Linked DNA regions of Zea mays: all the other regions are linked to region 4. Evidence: chromatin contacts called from public Hi-C data. All regions are on one chromosome and are shown on one strand. The core of a region is the stretch at or near the end of the contact, and the rest is flanking DNA. Distances in the headings are between cores, read along the strand shown.

Region 1 (2,700 bases), core at 6-2,505, 300 kb after region 4:
CGACGGTGTCTGAGAGATTCTACGAGCCGACCCTAAAGCTTCTGTATGTGTATCTCCCAAGAAACCGATCTACGAATGCCAGCTTATCAGTTCGTCTTTGTCATAAGCAGAAGAAAAGTCCAGGTAGTGTCAGCAACAAGAGACCTGTAATTTGTCATTTGTAGGACGTCAGGGAATGGGAAGAAAAAGAAGGCGTGAAGGGCCATAAATGCAAGCGACAAAAAATATTGAAGACGAGATCACAAACCACAGCAAACTACAGAGCCAGAAGGATTCCAAATAATGAAGCGCTAAAAATCAGAGCTTTCTGAAAAATCGCAACATCACAAGCACACTGCAAGGATAATATTATCAAACCAAAATCAAGAAAGTTGTCAGCTTTCCCACACTATTATCCAACCAAAACCACAACATCAAAAAGGACACAAATTTTTCGCACAGGCAAAATTTAGGCAGGAGTAGAACATCATATGGCCAATAAGCAGAGGGGAGAACCTCCAAGAACAAGACTTCCGACCCCGAACTCATCCGCTGAAACAATGGCGGCCAGGCCAGAATAGAACAGAGGGAAGCAGCCAAGAACAGGAGATAATCCGTCCCCTCAACTGCTCACCATGTCACGGGGGGGCGAAGCCCACCGGCCGCATTGGAACTGCCATGATCCAACAAAAGATTCCGCCTCTCCCCACTTCCTCAAACAAGGAGACAAGGCCAACCAACCAAACAGCAACACCTATAAACAAGTACTAATTTATCGCCATCCACATGGACAGAGATACAATCCTCCGTCACTAGGCCATGGACGGGAGCAGACCCAGATGCAGACGACGGAGATTAGATTGGCCAGCAGATGACGGTGAGAGGGATCTTCTCCTCCTCGGCTCCCTCTCTCTCCCCTTTCTCTATCTAGTGGAGAAGAAGAGAGAAAATGGGCTTCTCGAAGAACAGGAAAAGTTTGTCAACTTCTGGTCTTCTTATTCTCTGCCGGCTCCTCTTCTCTTGTAGGACGCCCTGGCGGAGTATATTGTTCTCACTCTACCAAGGTTTGGTGGTGGATAGGAGAAGGCATTGATTTTCTTCATCACTTTGCATTGGGGTTCGGGTGCAAAAAGCCATAAATTAGGGGCTTCTCTGTGCCTTTCCCATTCCTCTCTTTTTTTTCCTCCGTGGTGACTGGTGAGTTCAGCTTTTTGGACAATTGCAGACGTGGGTGATTTTCTGCCGATAGATTTGCAAATTTGGCATCGTTCTCATGGGCTGTGAGAATTTACCATTAACTCTATAATTTATAGACACGTATGGACCCATATACTATAGAGACGATTATAACAAAAAAACAAATTCAGCATAGATTTTCAATTATTCCATTCTTTGCCCTCTCACACACACTATCTCTCTTTCCCTCCCTCTAGGAGTGGCTGGAGTGCCTTTCTGACTTTCTCTCTCCTGTGCCTCTGGATTGGAGCATGGAGAAAGGAAAGGCAGGAAGATCATAAATGTAGCAGCACCGCTACATGCACACACCGAACCTGGAAAACCGCAACAGCGTAGTTCTTGTCCCCTAGCTGACCGGTGACAAATTCACAACTAATCACCTGATACCGAAAGGGGTGTCTTAGAGGGTGTTTGGTTTCTAGGGACTAATGTTTAGTCCCTTCATTTTATTCCTTTTTAGTATATAAATTGTTAAATATAGAAACTGAAATAAAGTTTTAGTTTCTATATTTGGCAATTTTAGAACTAAAATGGAATAAAATGTAGGGACTAAACATTAGTCCCTAGAAACCAAACACCCCCTTATCTTGTCGTTGATCTACACATATCAAGTGTTTCTTTCCTCGCTAATTTTGGTTTGGATTTATGTGCAGTGCATAAAGAAAGGCTGGAACAGGAGTCAAAAGCAGGAGCCGTTTCTTCAATTCATTTGTTTCTCCGGCTGCGTAAGCGTAATGGATGGTTTAATGAGAAGTTATGTCATTTTCCTGGACCTGGATTCGAAGGATTCCAATTGTACTCGCGTCCACTGTACTGGTCAATTCTTACAGGCAAGGACGGTCATTTACTAAAATCATTAGGCCATGTGTAACTCCATTTAGGGCCCGTTTGGCAAAGCTCCAGCTCCTGCTTCTTTAGCTCTAGATCCTGATCCTCGTGAGGAGCTGATCCTCCTGATTCTCCTAGAAAATCAGAATCATTTTTAAAACTGTTTGGCAAGTAAACTGATTCTTGTCTTCTGAGAGTTGGTGGTCTGTAGCGATTGTCTGTTTTACTCTTTGCAGTTCAACTTTATTACAAATCAATAAGTAGGATGCATATACGGAAAAATATATGAAACAATAACATATAAAATATTCCCATCATAGTAGTGCATAAAATGGTCTCAAATGTTTAATCCATAAATTGGCTCGTTATGTTTTTGTCCAATGGCAATTGCGGGTAATTTCGATCAAACTTTAAGGGGAGGTCCATATTTGGTTGGTTGAGGAGCTGTTTTAAGGGAGGGTGGAGCAGGTTTTTTTAGATCCCACCTTTCTTCACAAAAAACGACTCCTGATCTTTCGGCTCCACACGAGAATCAGTTTAAAAAATACTCGTTTGGCACGGCTCCTCTAGATCCTCGCTTAGAATCAGGAGGTGGAGCTGTGCCAAACGGGCCCTTAATATGGTCTATTGAGGGGGTTTTAAGGAGCTAATTGAAAA
Region 2 (2,700 bases), core at 7-2,506, 440 kb after region 4:
TGATACAATCCTACAAGTCTAGGAATTGGTAGTGTATTTTACTCTTTTATTTATATAATTTCCTTCTTTAAACTTGTACCATATATTAATATGAAATTTGAATTTTATGCAACAGTACTTTTTTACGGTTTTGCTTAATTATGTTAGACGATTTTTTGCCCCCCACCCCTCATAAATTTTTCTGTCCTTGAGACCATCTATGTATCAACCATTTAGACAAATTAGTCTCCTCTAACGTAAACTCTAACTTACGTTAATAAATCCTTAGACACATATCTGCTCAGTAATAAGTATCTTAATAAATCCTTTGATTCGTTTGAGGTTCAGCAGCTTGTATTGACCCGACTGGTCGTTACTTTTTATGTTGCAGAGGCAAGCGTGAAATCCTATGTGGGAACTGTAATGGTGCTGGCTTCTTGGGTGGATTTCTAAGCACTTTCGATGAAACTGCGCAATAGTCATCGGTTTAGCACTTTCGATGAAACTGCGCAATAGTCATCGGTTTAATTTATGTTTAAGTTACATTGAGGGACCCATAATATATGTATCGTGTTCCATGGACACATAATCATATTATATAAAATAATATTTTTAATGAATACTCCTTCGTCCACTTGATTTGGACGTTCTGGGTTTTTATAGACATGTCATGAGATTGACAAAATGACGTATGTGACCCTACTTCAACTTAATTAAGTGTTACTTACAAGACCGTAAGGGCATGTACAATAGACACTGTTGCATGGTACTCTAAGTATAAGACACAACTAAAACACAATATAATATAGTGGACATGTCTAAAGCATGTGTCTTACCATATTCATTGTACCAATCAGAACATTCAATAAATTAAAGTGACCAATCAGCTAGTCTCCTGCCTCGAACATATAGCTAAGACACTGTGTCTTCGTCAAGATATATGTCTTGAGTTTTTTTATGTTCAACCCTCTGGATACACTCGAAGATACAACTCAAGACACTCATTATACATACTCTAATAAAAAGTAATTAAATAGGACAGGGTCGGATGAGCATGGGAGGCAGCGACGGTAGGGGGCGTTGGCATATGTGAATAGGGGTGTGGTAGGTTCCATTTCGAGAAGTTGCCGATTGGACATAGGGGTTCGATCACCAGCGTGACAAATTTATTGGACAAACGAGTTCGGCTAAAACGATTAAATTAAGCGGATGGATGGAGTAATTTTTAAATGTAGTATTTGTCTGAAAAAAGCAGCCAATTGGTAGCAAGAAGGCCAATGGGCCTGCTACTAGCCCATAAAGGGCTGACTTGTTGATGACGCACGGTTTATATATATACATATATAGAGAGACTTATGTAAATGCGATGGTTGTTTAAACATAATATTTACAATAATACTAACTATAAAGATAATTCGACATATTTTAGTCGCAATCGTTTAAATACTAAGGTGAATGTAAAGGATAAAAAACTCACAATTGTTCATACGTAAAAATTATAAATCTAAGACAAATTGAACAGATTTGATAACACCTAGTTTGGGTATCCGTTGGTAGGTACCACATGGACATCTGCAACGACTTATCCACGAGCTAGTAAGCGAGCTACAACTTGATGTGACAGTCACCTCCATAGCCCCCCTTCTTCAGGTCAAAGATGGGAACATTGTAGCCCTTTTTTTTGAAAATCCAGGAGGGAAGAACCCCTACTGTAGTCCTAGGGTGTGCCGGCAAGGTAGACGCCTCAAGATCGATCTCAGAACCATGCCCATGCCGCATGGTGATGAAGAAGGGATAGTTCGCCCTTAGAAAGAGCGCATGATCTCCCCCAAGTTTGTCACTTGTCGCTGCCAGCGTTGAGCTCGTGAAGCGACATGCCGAGGTCGCGGAAGCTCCTCCTGCCGTCGAATACCAGTCTGCTCACGTGACTCTGCCAACAGTAAATCTGCCCATACTTGTACACACACCTTCGACTTCGTAGCCATGCATGTAGATGAGCAGAAGCCACTGATGCCCACCGCTCGAAGCGGCCAGGTAGAACTTGCGCCGGTCATGGTCGTGCTGGTGGCTGATCTCATCAATCTTCGGTCCCTGAATCACAACGGGTTCCATTGTGGCTCCATCGTCCAGGTGCCACGAGCAAATTCGGCCTAGCTCGTTCATATCGAACAGCTTCCCATCGAGAACATAGCAACGGTGAGGTGGTCGTTAGCGTGCACCAGTGTGTGGCATATTGCGACCTTAAGGATCTTGTGCATGTTATCAAAGATGTAGCTGCTAGCGATGCGGATCTGGAGGTCGTCGTGCACCTCGACTCCACTAATGGTGGCAAACGATGGCAGGCCCTTCAGTCCATGGTCGCCAGTCACCCATGGTTGCTGCCGATCCAGATCTGGCCCTTCAGTCCATCAGCCTCGCTGATTAAGGACTTGCGGTCGTCGCCGTCGTTAAACACGTCGTGCTGGCCAAATGTGCCCACCCCAATGTTGTACTCGATCTCGCAGACATCGAGGTCCAAGCCGGACGTGAGCAACGCGGGCACGCCCGGCCACAAACGTGAATACTTCTCATAGGCCATGGACCAAGGACCAACCCCTGCAGACGACAAGGAAGCAGAGGATACTGATGGGATTGAGACGCTCCCTGACGGGGTCATACAACTGCGATTGGATGTCGGACCATGGCGATGCGGTGGCTGCGCTCATAGCCAAAAACACTGTC
Region 3 (2,700 bases), core at 10-2,509, 380 kb before region 4:
AAAGTCTGCAACTCAAAGATGCCAATCAGTATCTCTAATCATGTGAAACTTAATTAGATCAATCATGTTTTCAAACATTTTAGCAGCATGGTGGTGCAAGACCAAATGCACTTTCCATTCAAATTTTCTGATAGCGAAGTAGCAGATTAAGTCACGATTGCATTGGTTGTTGATGAGCAAGCATTATTGTATTAGGCATAGACTAAATATCACAGGTCCTCAACTGACCAACAGAAAACCCATCAGCGGGCAACGTGGTATCTATATTCAAACATGTAAGTTACATTTATCAGCCATAAATTTGTAACATTATTTAGCACAAAATGGTCTGCATAACATAGGAACTTCAGAATTATCCTACCTGCACAATTCAACGAGGTTGGTAGCAACGTTACTATCAAAGTGTAGTAATGAAGAAAGAAGAATTGCAGCAACAGTCGAACGCAATGAGCAAACCCTTTTGATAGCCATAGTTCTAAACTTCTAACGAAACTAGAATGGGGCTGCAAAGTCTTCTTTTTCTTTAAATAAAGGCTGCAAAATCATGCTGGCACAGTAAGCTAATGCAGCATGCACGAGGAAGACATGTTAGCTGAAAGGCTGAAAAACAATATCCAGAGAAATATGTTCCGTCACTGAGCGAAATTACAGAATGCAGCTGCGTTTCCGGTGCTAAAATTCCCCAATCGAAGAGGAGGCGCGTGCGGGGTTAGCGTACCGTAGACGCGGTCGGCGATCTCGAGGAGCCGATCCGGCGGCTTCCGGTAGAAGAGCCTCCGGAACAGCGCCATCCCCTTGCGCTTCCGTCCGCCGTCGCCGTCGCCGCCGTCTCCGGCGGCCTGCCCCCGGGTCCACTTGCTCCGCGACGCCCGGGACCAGCCGACAGCACGTTTGCCCGCGGCCAGCCAGCCAGACCGCGGCGGCGGCGCCAGCGATGATCGGGCCCCGTGCTGCCCGGTATCGCTGCCGCCCCAGCGCCCACCCGCCAGCGCCGGCTGACGACACGATCGCCGGCGATCGGGAGCGCCACGCAGCCGCCCGCCCCAGCTCCGGCGCGCGAGTCGCGGGAGGGCAATGCTGCGCGCGGCGGAATTCGGCCAGCTAGGGTTTGCTCTCCCCCCCCTCTCGTTTTTTTTCGCTCGTGCTGCTGAAATTATTTTGGGGGTGTTCGAGGTGGCGGAGGAGGAAGCCAGGGAGGAGGAGCCTGACGCCAGCGCCAGGAGGCGGCAGAGCAGAGCACGCACGATTGCTCGAAACAAAATTCATAACGAGCAAATGCCTCCGCGGATGGATTTTTCTACGGATGACATATGGGGCCGGCACCAACGGGCAACGGTTGGCTGCGGCAGCGACGTGACCGTTGTTGCATAGGGACACGGTGCGCGCCAGCTGCTCGGCGCACGACACCAAGCAGCGCTCGTCTGGTGGGCTTCTTGATGATCGTGGGCCGACTCTGCACTAGTCAGGAGTAGTTGGTCTGGGCCTGTAACAGGAGGATGAATCCAAGTTGGCCTAGCGAAAAGGAGTAGGGATGATAATAGATACGAGTATGGGTAAATAAACACGAATAATTATCCATTGGATATGGGTATGTTGGAATTTGGTATCCGCAGGTACAGCTATCTATGGATATAATAAGGTATCCGCGGATATTTTTTTCGCGGGTACGGATATCCAGTATCATACCCGTTACCCAATTGATATCTAACATGTGGGCCATCCAGATTTATATATTATATTATCATAAATTTTTATTTTCCAATTTTTATCTATAATATGTTGTTTGATGCTGAAATTATCATTTGATGCTACTGGAATGATAATTATTTCGAAATGTGATAAAATTGTTGTTTAGTGTTGAATGCTAAAATTATAGTGGGCGAGTGGGTAACGGGTATCCACTGGATAGCGGGTATGGGTATGGATACAAATCCATACCCGCGAACGTTTATGGGTACGGGTATGGGTTAAGTTTTTTCTCGTGGGTTTAGATTCGCGAACTATATATCCGTGTACTAACCGCCCGATTGTCATCTCTAAATGGGACTCACGCCGCGTTACCTATGCTACGAGTAAGTCTGATGTGTATATCATGCAAAATAGGGTAACATTGTAGACAATATTGTTTATACAATAAAATTTAACATAGGAGATGGAATAAAAGATATGATGGATAAGCTCTTCGAAGTCTCTGAGTCTAGTTTATTAGAAATTCTTCATCTTTTTCTATAATAATAATAATAATAATAATAATAATAATAAAAGAATGGCCCGAATTCATCATAGCTTAAATCATGTCCAAATATGGAATCTGTTTAGAATCTATTTGGATCTCCAGACTAAAATTTGGTCATTCACTGAATTATAGGCTAAATATGGACTAATAAAAAATTCTACTATGTTCGACTCATCAATTAGCCTATACTAATTTTCGTAATACCATGGTTAGTTTATATTTAGGCCTTCTATTTTGCATTCAACTCATAGACTCAAATTTAAGGGGTGTTTGGTTTCTAAGAACTAATTTTTAGTATCTTCATTTTATTTTATTTGGTTCCTAAACTGACAAATATAGAAATTAAACTCTATTTTAGTTTCCGGATTTGGTAATTTAGGTACTAAAATGAAATAAAATGGAGGGGCTAAAAATTAGTCTATAGAAACCAAACACCTCCTTAGTTTAAGGCTATGTTTGAGAGG
Region 4 (2,700 bases), core at 166-2,665:
AACTTTTGAAGTTCTACAACTTTGATTTCGGTAGTTTTTCCATTCAAGGTCGTTTGCAAAATTTGCATTTTAAATTTGAAAAATTTATATGCAATTTTTGAGAGCCGACATGATTTTAATTAAAAAAGTTGTTAACTACAAAGTTTCATAACTTTTAGAGATCTACAACTTTTTTATGGGTTTTCATACGAGGTCATTTGAGAAACTCCTATAGAAACCGTTTTCTACATGCGGTTCCTTAAGAAATCCGCTAATAGAAATCGTGTATTTTTACAGGCGGGTTTCTTAAAAACCGCCTATACAAATACGATTTTTACAGGCGGTTTTTTAAAGAACCATCTGTAAATATTAGGCCACGCCATAGGCATAGAGTTATTTCAAGCATTTCACTTGGTTTTAATTCGTATCGGCTTCTACTGCTTCTACAATGTTTTGTCTTTATGGATTACATTTACAGCAATCCGAACAACCAGTTTTAATTCGAAGCGAACAACTTACTATTTATCAAAGAGAAGATGGTTATGAGATTTAGTTGATATCCGACTGTGTAATCTTCTTCATCTCGGTATTTATCAATCCACCAAATATAGAAAATATAGAGTACTACACATTTACGGTCTAACCCTCTATAAATCTCTTGTGTTAGTAGTTAGACAGTAACCAAGATCATCGTGGCTCCGTCTGTGCTTCTCGCTCTATCTTGGTCCTGGTGTCTTTAGGCGATGACACATTACTAGGACTGTACTAATGTTTCCTTGCTCAAAGCATTCGTATCTGAGTACTGGTATAGTAGTATCTGTTCATATATCTACGTAGTCAGGACACTGTATGCAATACTGAAAAGCCTGTGCACCTCAACCAATGCCCATTTCTATGGCAATCCACACCTGCATACGTTCTCTGGATTCAATTCACAGCTATAAAAGTTGCCTGCAATTTCACAGAGTTTATGCAACAGTTCATATTGATGGTGGATTGTAGCATCCGCTGTTCCCAGCTCTTCCTCCCCCACCAAACTTTGGCCAAATTCATAACCAACCAATTTATGTCAGCAGAAAACAATTTAAAACCATGCAAACCAAGCCTACCCCACACACTGACACACAAGTCACAAAAAGCACGGAAAGGTGCCAAAAGGGAACTTTTTTATTGACGATAAGAAAGAAAGAAGTATGAAAATAAAAAGTAAAAAATCAACTTCAATCAAATATACTGTAGAAAAAAGTTAATGAAACGTTAAAAAAAAGAAGCAACAGAGGCAGGAGGAGAGAGAAAGGCTGCAACCTTGTACTGTAGCCACCTCCATCTTCCCCTCTCCTTCAGTCCCGTCCGCTGTCCCTCTTTTCCACCTTTCCCTCCCTCCCCTGAACCTTCTCAATCTCCCCTCCCCACGTGGAGTATATCACCCATACGCAGACGCCACACGCGCAAGCACATGAACCACCACCATCCCGGCGGCTCCCACTTGCTCTTGCTCCCCTTCCTCTCCTCGCTCTGATCCTCCTCCAGTGCACTGCTCCGTTCCGGCGACCTCGCTGCCGGCCCGGCGCTCCCCGGGGCAGGCGGGTAATGCTTCGTCTCCGTTGTGTGCCTGTCAGCCTGTGTGACGGTTACCTTACCTTGGTTTCATCTGTGCGGAAAAAATCGGAGCCTTCTAACTGTTCTTCGCCGGGAGCGACAGCGACCGGCGAGTTTGTGGCCGGGAATGGGAAGGTTTTTGTTTCTGGGAAGTTCTGAGTGGATCTTTGCTGCTTTTGGCAGGAAAGGGAACGGCTTTATTTGTTGGTCGCGGCGTGTCGGTTTGGCGCGGTTTGAGAGTTCTTTTGGTTCCTTGTTTTTGTTCTTGTTTCTCTGGACGAAACCGGCTTACCGGCAAGCCAAGCTTGGCTTAGCCTTACTGGTACAGACACCTGGAGTTTACCTGTCGAGGCTGGGATTTTTTTTGGCATAAATATGTGTGTTTTCGTAGGCTCCTGCAATGCCGAACAGTTAGTATTTGGGCGATTCAAGGCGGAGAGTGCCTCCGCCTTTGGGATCAGGCTGGGATTCCGATGCGATTCGTAGATGTTCCTATGCTGCTCAGGTGTCCCCCTCTGATCAATCGTGTCAGTTCTTCGGGTACGGAAGAAAAATTTTCGCATAAATTTGTTGCGTTTCGTCTTTGCTTCTTTCAGCTGCCATCCGTGGGGTTTGTGGGGACGTGAGTCCAAGTCTTTCCGATTCTTGTTGGGCCGATTCGTTTTTTTTTCTTCGTTTTCAAACGTCTATTTCTTTTTTCCCTTTTGACAATAACTTCTATATTTTGAAATGTTCTTGGTTGTTGGTTATGATGAAGATTAAGATCCAGGTCTTGTGCTAGTGTCAGACCCTCTACCCATTTTGGGTTCTGTGTTCTTCGCCTCTTGAATGGTTAAACAACTTGTGTTAGTGGCCATTAAGTCAACTTGTTGAGCTGAAGAGTTCAAGGGAGCAATTAAAACCTTGCGGAATCTTTGTATTTATTTATAGTTTTTTTTTAAAATCTGGAGTGCTAGTTGTTTCTGAACACCTACAAAAAGTACTTCCATTCTTATATTTTAGATTCCGTTTTTAGCTGTATGTTGCGCGAAGCAGTTGTCTATATTATGAGCATACATGTGCGATTTGTAATGGTCAAAAAAATGGATTTTGATTGCAGGCTGTCATAGGGAGTGGCCTGCG

The links. A called contact is a pair of places that touch in the nucleus more often than the background predicts.
Region 1: a contact with region 4 is called in a Hi-C map of leaf, with 4 times the contacts expected there. The contact joins the promoter of LOC103640243 here to the promoter of LOC100278658 in region 4. A contact is called at or near these places in 3 of 25 Hi-C or Micro-C datasets (ear, leaf and tassel).
Region 2: a Hi-C map of leaf shows a contact between it and region 4, with 4 times the contacts expected there. The contact joins the enhancer-like site here to the promoter of LOC100278658 in region 4. A contact is called at or near these places in 3 of 25 Hi-C or Micro-C datasets (ear, leaf and tassel).
Region 3: a Hi-C map of ear shows a contact between it and region 4, with 5 times the contacts expected there. The contact joins the promoter of LOC103640164 here to the promoter of LOC100278658 in region 4. A contact is called at or near these places in 6 of 25 Hi-C or Micro-C datasets (bundle sheath, ear, leaf and 2 more).

What each region holds. Positions count from the first base shown.
Region 1 is chr1:161,863,015-161,865,714 of Zm-B73-REFERENCE-NAM-5.0, forward strand. It overlaps LOC103640243, which reads right to left and starts at 1,256. Exons shown (of 6, transcript XM_008662863.4): 1 at 614-1,256; 2 at 1-144.
Region 2 is chr1:162,009,060-162,011,759 of Zm-B73-REFERENCE-NAM-5.0, forward strand. LOC732793 (bundle sheath defective 2) reads left to right here. Exons shown (of 4, transcript NM_001112410.1): 4 at 371-599. The coding sequence ends at 458. It also overlaps the pseudogene LOC109941465. Among protein-coding and RNA genes, the nearest start is that of LOC100277962, 10 kb to the right of the region's middle. Within about 2 kb of position 1,257, at least 5 of the 20 cell types and tissues checked have an H3K27ac peak or open chromatin away from gene starts, as enhancers often do. A contact at or near this core is called in leaf, where this site is marked.
Region 3 is chr1:161,184,328-161,187,027 of Zm-B73-REFERENCE-NAM-5.0, forward strand. It overlaps LOC103640164 (formin-like protein 12), which reads right to left and starts at 1,260. Exons shown (of 18, transcript XM_008662798.4): 1 at 719-1,260. The coding sequence starts at 791.
Region 4 is chr1:161,564,000-161,566,699 of Zm-B73-REFERENCE-NAM-5.0, forward strand. LOC100278658 reads left to right here and starts at 1,416. Exons shown (of 11, transcript NM_001151861.2): 1 at 1,416-1,566; 2 at 2,678-2,700.